Regions from separate parts of the Ovis aries genome. Here region 2 is linked to region 1. Evidence: chromatin contacts called from public Hi-C data. All regions are on one chromosome and are shown on one strand. The core of a region is the stretch at or near the end of the contact, and the rest is flanking DNA. Distances in the headings are between cores, read along the strand shown. Region 1 holds the start of LOC101114909 (death domain-containing membrane protein NRADD-like). Region 2 overlaps CCDC12 (coiled-coil domain containing 12).

Region 1 (3,329 bases), core at 574-3,073:
GAGCCTCACTGTTTATGGGTTTGTGATCCCTCAGTTCAGTTCAGTTCAGTTTAGTCGCTCAGTCGTGTCTGACTCTTTGCAACCCCATGGACTGCAGCACGCCAGGCCTCCCTGACCATCACCAACTCCTAGAGCTTACTCAGACTCATGTCCATCGAGTGGGTGATGCCATCCAATCATCTCATCCTCTGTCATCCCCTTCTCCTCCTGCCCTAAATCATTCTCAGCATCAGGGTCTTTTCCAATGAGTCAGTTCTTTGCATCAGGTGGCCAAAGTATTGGAGTTTCAGCTTCAGCATCAATCCTTCCAATGAATATTCAGGACTGATTTCCTTTATAGGATGGACTGGTTGGATCTCCTCGCAGTCCAAGAGACTCTCAAGAGTCTTTTCCATCACCACAGTTCAAAAGCATCGATTCTTTGGCGCTCAGCTTTCCTTATAGTCCAACTCTCACATCCACTACTGGAAAAACCATAGCTTTGACTAGACAGACCTTGGCTGCCAGAGTGATGTCTCTGCTTTTTAATATGCTATCTAGGTTAGTCACGTGATCCCTCAGGTGGTGGTTATTGGCAGAGAGATACTAAGAGGTGCCCCGTGGACCCTAACCCCTTTACATGCCTGTGGACACATTCTTCAAGGCCTGTCTCTGTCCTCCCATCCTCCAGGGGGGAGATCTTGCCCTGGGCCTCCCTTAGGCACACACTTGTTCATGACTCTCTTATTTGTCAGGATTTTCCTCCAGCCATCCTTCAAATGAGGACTGGGAGGTGGATGGGAGAATGAAGAGACAGATATGTGCTGGATGCATAACTCCTTGCAGTTGCGAGTTTGTATATATCACCTTCTTCCCTCCCTCCAGACTGCTGCCAGCCGCTCCTCCTCTGCCCATGAAGGTGCCGATCCGCAGCGTGGCTGTGACCAAGGAGCGCAGCCATGTGCTCGTGGGGCTGGAAGACGGCAAGCTCATCGTGGTGGGCGCAGGGCAGCCCTCAGAGGTGAGAATGCGGGCAGGGTGGGCCTTGCACAGGGTGGGAGCGTTGATCCTGGCTGACCCATGCCTGTTCCCACTAGGTGCGCAGCAGCCAGTTTGCGCGGAAGTTGTGGCGGTCCTCCTCCCGGCGCATCTCCCAGGTGTCCTCTGGGGAGACCGAGTACAACCCTGGAGAGGCCCGCTGATAGCCCGCCCGGTCCTGCCGCGCCGCCCCGCCCCCAGCGGGCTTCGCCCCAGTAGGCTCCACCCGAGAGCCCATGGGGGGCGGGGGGCAGGACACCCCGCCCACACTCAGGCGGCGGTGGGCGGGGCCCCACCTCTGCCCAGCTCTCAGGGATTGGCGGGCGATGTCACTCCAGGAAATCTTGCCCCTCGCCGGCAGAGGGGCCGCCCGGAGTCCCAGCACTGGCCCCAGCGGCCGCACAGCACTTTTTGCACAGTCTGGGGTGGGGAGCCCAGGCTCCCGATCCCCGGTCCCAGCAGAGCACAGGGGCCGGGCTGTGGCCTTAATCCTAAGGGCGACCCCTCCCATTCTCGCATCTCAGCAATAAATATGGACTAGTTTTGTAGCTGTTCTGCCTCCGAGCATGTGTACGCGTGTCTCAACCGCCCTGTGCTGGCGTCCCCTGAGCACCCACACCGCACCGTGCCCCTAGCCCCCCAGCTACGCCGCTCCTGTCCCTAGGGGCCCGGGCCTGTTTTTCTGGCAGCTTGAGGCCCAGTCCCGCTTCAGGCTCACCTCCACGCATGTGCGCGTTCCTGGTTCGGGCGGGGCCAGACCGTGGGCGGCCCCGCCCCCATCATCGCCCCGCCCCCTCGTCCAGTCCTCTGCCGCCCGGTTTCGTCTCCGCCGCCGGCTGAAAACCTGGCCTCTCCAGGGACTCCACTGCGTGTTCCCTACTGGCTTAAGGCCGGGAGGCCCCATCCTGCAGGCAGAGCCGATCCTAGGACTGACGGAGGGTCAGCCACCACAGGTCAGGAGCGGGTTGGGGACACAGCGTCGGGTCTTCCTGGAAGGAGGGAGCCGTGGCTGCCTCTCTCTACCTCCCCCATTCTGGACCCAAAATCCTGCGCTGTTGTGGTGCCAGCATCTGGGTTGGGATGCCTGTGGGAAGTCAGGGTAGTGTGGGCGTTTAGGGTGTTGCTGTGTGCGCATGTGTGCATATTTGTGGGCCTCCAGATGGGTGTGTGTGGAGGAGGGGTTGGTAGAGGCTCCAGTCTCGCAGCTCGAGGTGGGTCGGGCACAAGGCCTGGCTGTCTCTGGGAGCTAGCGTTAGTCACAGGCTCACCCGCCAACTCCGATCCAGGCAGGGTTCCTTATGTGGTAAGTGACACAACTGTACATACACATCCTTCACGTTGCAAAGGTCGCCACAGGCTCCATGCCAGACCCACTTGGCTAGTGTGCATTTTGCTGTCCACATCCGCCCCTGGCCTTATGGAGGGAAGTGAGCTTGGAGTGCAGGGGCTGGGCCAGATGTGACTGTTGGGAAGTTACAGGACTTTCGCCTAGGTCTCATCTCCATCGCTTTTCCAGGCAAGCTCCCCTTCTCTGCCCAGTCCAGGTTCTCTCCTCCCCAGGCCTCAGGAGGGAGGTCCCAGCAGGATCAGCCCTGTAAGGGCAGATGGGTCCTGGGACTGCGTGTTCTTCAGATATCCAGCCTGCAGGCCCTTTCGAAATTCCTAGATAAGAAAGGGCCCGGGTACCTCTGGGCCCACACACCCTCTTCGTTTGCTGAACCCACCAAGGAAGCCTCCCATCCTGCCCCTGACCAGGAGGTAAGGGCTGGACACTGACCCTGGAGGCAGGAGTGGGAGTTAGTCACCCCAGGAACTGTGCTCTTCTGAGAACTCTGGGGAGCTTCCATCAGCCAGTGAGTCTCCGCCTGGCTCTGGCTTATGGGGGACGGGAGTCCCCCTGGTCTTCCTGTGCTGGCTCTGGACTCAGACCCAGGGTTTGCCAAGGTCTTTGAGACCGCTGCACTCTGGTCTCCTCTAGCTTTGGCCAGCTGGGACCAGCAGTATCAGCTTCACCCCATTTGACACCGGAGGAAACTGGTCCAGATTGGCAAGTGGGAAGATGGGGAGGTGAGCAGCCCTGGAATGAATCAGGATGACATGAGCCAGCAGAGGGGGCAGACTACCCCAAGGGACTCCTGACTTGCAGCTTGAGGGATTTCCCCCTTGTTCCTACACACAGCCCCTGCTGGACTCAGAGGTCTCCCAGCTCCTTTTTCTGTGCGCTGCTCACGACACTCCAAAAACCTTCTCCAAGAAGTGCAGCCACTGGGAGCACTGCTAGCTGGTAGAACCATGCTGCAGAACTCCAGCCA
Region 2 (3,414 bases), core at 554-3,053, 62 kb before region 1:
AAAAAGAAAAGCTCCAGTCCTCACAGGGAGCAGGAACCCAGGCTGACGGCTGGAGCAGAGCCTGACACACCAGGGAGAGTCTGGACCTGATTCTGGGGTTGCTGCAGAACCATGCCACCCCAAGTATTTCAGAAAAGAGTGAGGAGACATAATGTGAGGGGTCTGGTGGCTAAAAAAATGGCCGGTGGCTGAGAGTCAGATAGCCAGTGAGGGCAAGGGTGCAGAAAAGGTCCCAACAGTAAGACTGTCCTGTCTGAACAAAGTGGCCATGGGGTGGAGAGGCAGCAACAGGACAGATGTGGACAGGATGATGCTGGGACGACGCGGAAACCGACAGGTACGGGAAGAGAGCTGAGTGCGAGGCGTTACCTGTGCTTCTCGCCTTCCTCCTCCCCTTCTCTGAGCTGCTTGGTGTTTGGCTCCCCGTCTTCCTTGTCCTGCAAAGGAAGGGAGAGAGACCACTGCTCAGATGAACACCCCTCCTTCCAGTCCACACTGCCCAGGCAGCTAACGGAGAATAGGACAGCCTGGCGAGGACCAGCCTGGGGTTCCGCCAAGCACACGCCTGCTGTAGCTGACAGGCATGTTGCTGGAGCCGCCCTTCCAGCCCTCGGCTCCCCCAGCAGAATTTAAAGCCCCTGACCCCAGCCCAGGCCCAGACCTGGGGAGCCCTCAGAGTGCATGTGCAGGAAGAGCTGGAAGGTCGTGGGTGCTGAGAGTTGACGCTGGTCAGGGTCAAGGAGGGCCCATGCTGGCAGGCCAGCAGCCACCCTCATGGGTCTGGATGGAGCCACCCTCAGGAGTCGGAAGGGACAGAGCGAAGACGAGTCACCGGGAGCTTTTGTCCCGCCTCCTGAAACAAAAGCTCAGGCCTCCTGAAACCCCTCCAGGCCAGAGGCTTCTCCAGAGATACCTATTTGGTTCATTGAAGAAGTATCACTCAAGTTAGGACTAGGCTTGTACAAGTTCATTCTTGCAATGTATTAAGTGGGGCAGAGGGCAGGGGAATTGGTTTGAACTTTCCATGGGAACAATTTCTTCTAAATCTGGTTCTATAAAAAAAAACATGTATTTATTTGGCTGTGACGAGTCTTAGTGGCAGCACACGGGATCTTCCATCTTTGCCACGGCATGCAGTGTGAACGCTTGGTTGCAGCAGGCAGGATCTAGTTCTCTGATCAGGGGTTGAACCTAGCCCCCTGCTGCGGGAGCGTGGAGTCTCAACCACAGGACCACCAGGGAAATCCCTAACTCTGGTTCTTTTATCTTCCTTGCCACGCCTGGACTTCCTTCCCCCACACCACCATCCTCCCCAGCCTCTCTGCAGGTCCAGAGGAGCCACGTCCATCTCAACCCTGACAGAGCACGCTTGCTCCCCAGGTATGCCGAGGGCGTGGCAGAAGGCCACCCCATGCTGTTTCCACTCCTTCCTTACCACAAAACCACGGCAGCTGGATCAGACCTGCCTGTGGACAAGTGAACACGGAGCCTGCTCTCACATACGCGGGCCCCCGTCCCCAGGGCCTTCCTGAGAGGCCCTGGGACACAGCCCTGTCTGGGGTCTCCCTGCACGCCAGGGCTGGCCCTCCAGAGGGAGTCCCTGTGCCCCTGATTACCAGCCATGACCTGCCTTTGACTCGCTGGAGCATGTTCCGAGGAGACAACTGGAAGCCCCTGCCATGGGGAACCTGCTGCCAGGGAGATAAGAACATATAAAGTCCAAGTAAAACAGCTGCTTGTGTCACCTCTCCTAGAGGTTTGTTTATGCCACTGACAACGGCCTCCCTGAAGGTGGCACTCACATTATGAGTCACTTCCTGCCAGTGTTTGTTGTGGAGACCCTGGGAGCCACCAGACTGTGCCACCAACCCCGGCTGGGAGCTCTGGCCCAGAGAAAGGTTTCTGCGATGTGAACAGGGCAAGATGCTGACCTGGTTCTCAATCCGGGTGGCCCAGTCTCCTGGGAGGAGGCGGCAGGAATGAATGACAGCGGCCACCTGAGTGAGGTCAACACGGACCGGTGGGGTGGGTGGGTGGGGGGCTTCCTGGCTTCCTACTGAGGGGTGGGCAGAATGCAGGTGTCATAGGATGGGGAGATAGGAGCAGGAAGGGCGTTCCCAGAGGGGAGCAAGCTTGAGCAAAGAGCGGGTGTGGTCTGAAGAATACACAGGTGGCTGGAGCACAGACACACAGGTAAGGTTGTCAAGGCAGGCGGGCGGTCACACAGGGCTCTGGCCAGGGTTCTTAGGCAACGGGAGCCAGAGGAGACTCGGGGGCAGGGAACTACAGGCGGAAGGACCACAGGCCTTTCCCAGAAGCCTGCTGACGAGGCTGGGCAGGGAGGCACAGAGGCAGAAGCAGATTTGGTGATGGCCAAAGAGATGGGAGAGCAGAGTATACACTCTTAACTAAAACAGAAGTCAGGGTTCCCCATGTGGCTTCCCGCCTGCAGACACCCCTCCCTGACAAATGCTAGTGATTACACAAGCCAGCGGAGCCTGGCAGCCTACAGTCCAAAGGGCTGCAAAGAGTCGGACATGACTGAAAGAGACTCAGAACACACACGCACAGAAGCCAGAAGCCAGGACATTCAAACTCCTTCCTGGTTGCCAGCCAATGGACTTCCAGATGGCCGGGGGTCCTGCCTCAGGGGAAGGAGGTGATGGACACAACACCCGGCAGCAAGGACAGAGGAGAGAACAACAAAGGCCTAGCTTTCCCCTCAAGGGGGCTGGTGGGCAAGACCCAGCAAAGCTTCTTTCCCCGTGGGCTCTGCTAACCTGGGCCAGCTCGGGGCAGAGGGTGGGGGCTGTGGGAACAGCCTTTGGGAGCGAGTCCTTTGCAAACCCCATGCCCATTTCCCAGACCCTGAGCAAGAACAAACTCAGCAGCGTGTCTGTCACCACCCTCCCGGGGTCCCAGAGACGCTCGAGTGTCTTGGCAAAGGCCAAGTTACTCATTAATAAGTGAGAAAACAACCAATGATCTAAATGACATTTACAGAAAATGCTGCGCACTCTGGTGGGCGGCTGCGGCAGTGGCGTAGGCTGCAGAGGTCGAGGAAGCCCCCTGCAGTCGGGAGAGCAGGGTCTGTGTGAGAGCAGGGGCTCAGGAACAGCACCCATGTGTGTTGGGGGAGTGGGAGCAGGTGAACGAGTGAGCAGGCCACGCAAAGGTGTGCTGCAGTTGCCCGTGCAAAGGCAATTCGGGTAGCGCATGGCTTGGGGAGGCCCTGGCCTGGCTCACAGGCAGCGCTCACACTCCTAGGCAAGGGGACAGGAGGCACTGGCCAGCCTCATGGTCCACCCAGCCTGAGACTCTTGAAGACCCTCAGATCTGAAGGACTCACAGGACCGCCGCCAAAAGCCCTCAATTCAACCCATGGGGGAAGCTGACAAATGGCCCTTATGGAAA

What was found. Hi-C and Micro-C count contacts between places; a contact is called where the count stands out from the background.
Region 2: a contact with region 1 is called in a Hi-C map of liver, with 3 times the contacts expected there. The contact joins the enhancer-like site here to the promoter of LOC101114909 in region 1. A contact is called at or near these places in 8 of 16 Hi-C or Micro-C datasets (blood, liver, mesenteric adipose tissue and 3 more).

Annotation. Positions count from the first base shown.
Region 1 is chr19:52,513,401-52,516,729 of ARS-UI_Ramb_v3.0, reverse strand. It overlaps LOC101114909 (death domain-containing membrane protein NRADD-like), which reads left to right and starts at 1,823. Exons shown (of 5, transcript XM_060402924.1): 1 at 1,823-3,084; 2 at 3,197-3,329. The coding sequence starts at 3,310. NBEAL2 (neurobeachin like 2) reads left to right here. Exons shown (of 53, transcript XM_042236339.2): 52 at 865-1,000; 53 at 1,077-1,565. The coding sequence ends at 1,181.
Region 2 is chr19:52,574,955-52,578,368 of ARS-UI_Ramb_v3.0, reverse strand. CCDC12 (coiled-coil domain containing 12) reads right to left here. Exons shown (of 7, transcript XM_004018503.6): 2 at 370-437. Among named protein-coding and RNA genes, the nearest start is that of CCDC12, 31 kb to the right of the region's middle. Within about 2 kb of position 1,803, at least 10 of the 54 cell types and tissues checked have an H3K27ac peak or open chromatin away from gene starts, as enhancers often do. A contact at or near this core is called in liver, where this site is marked.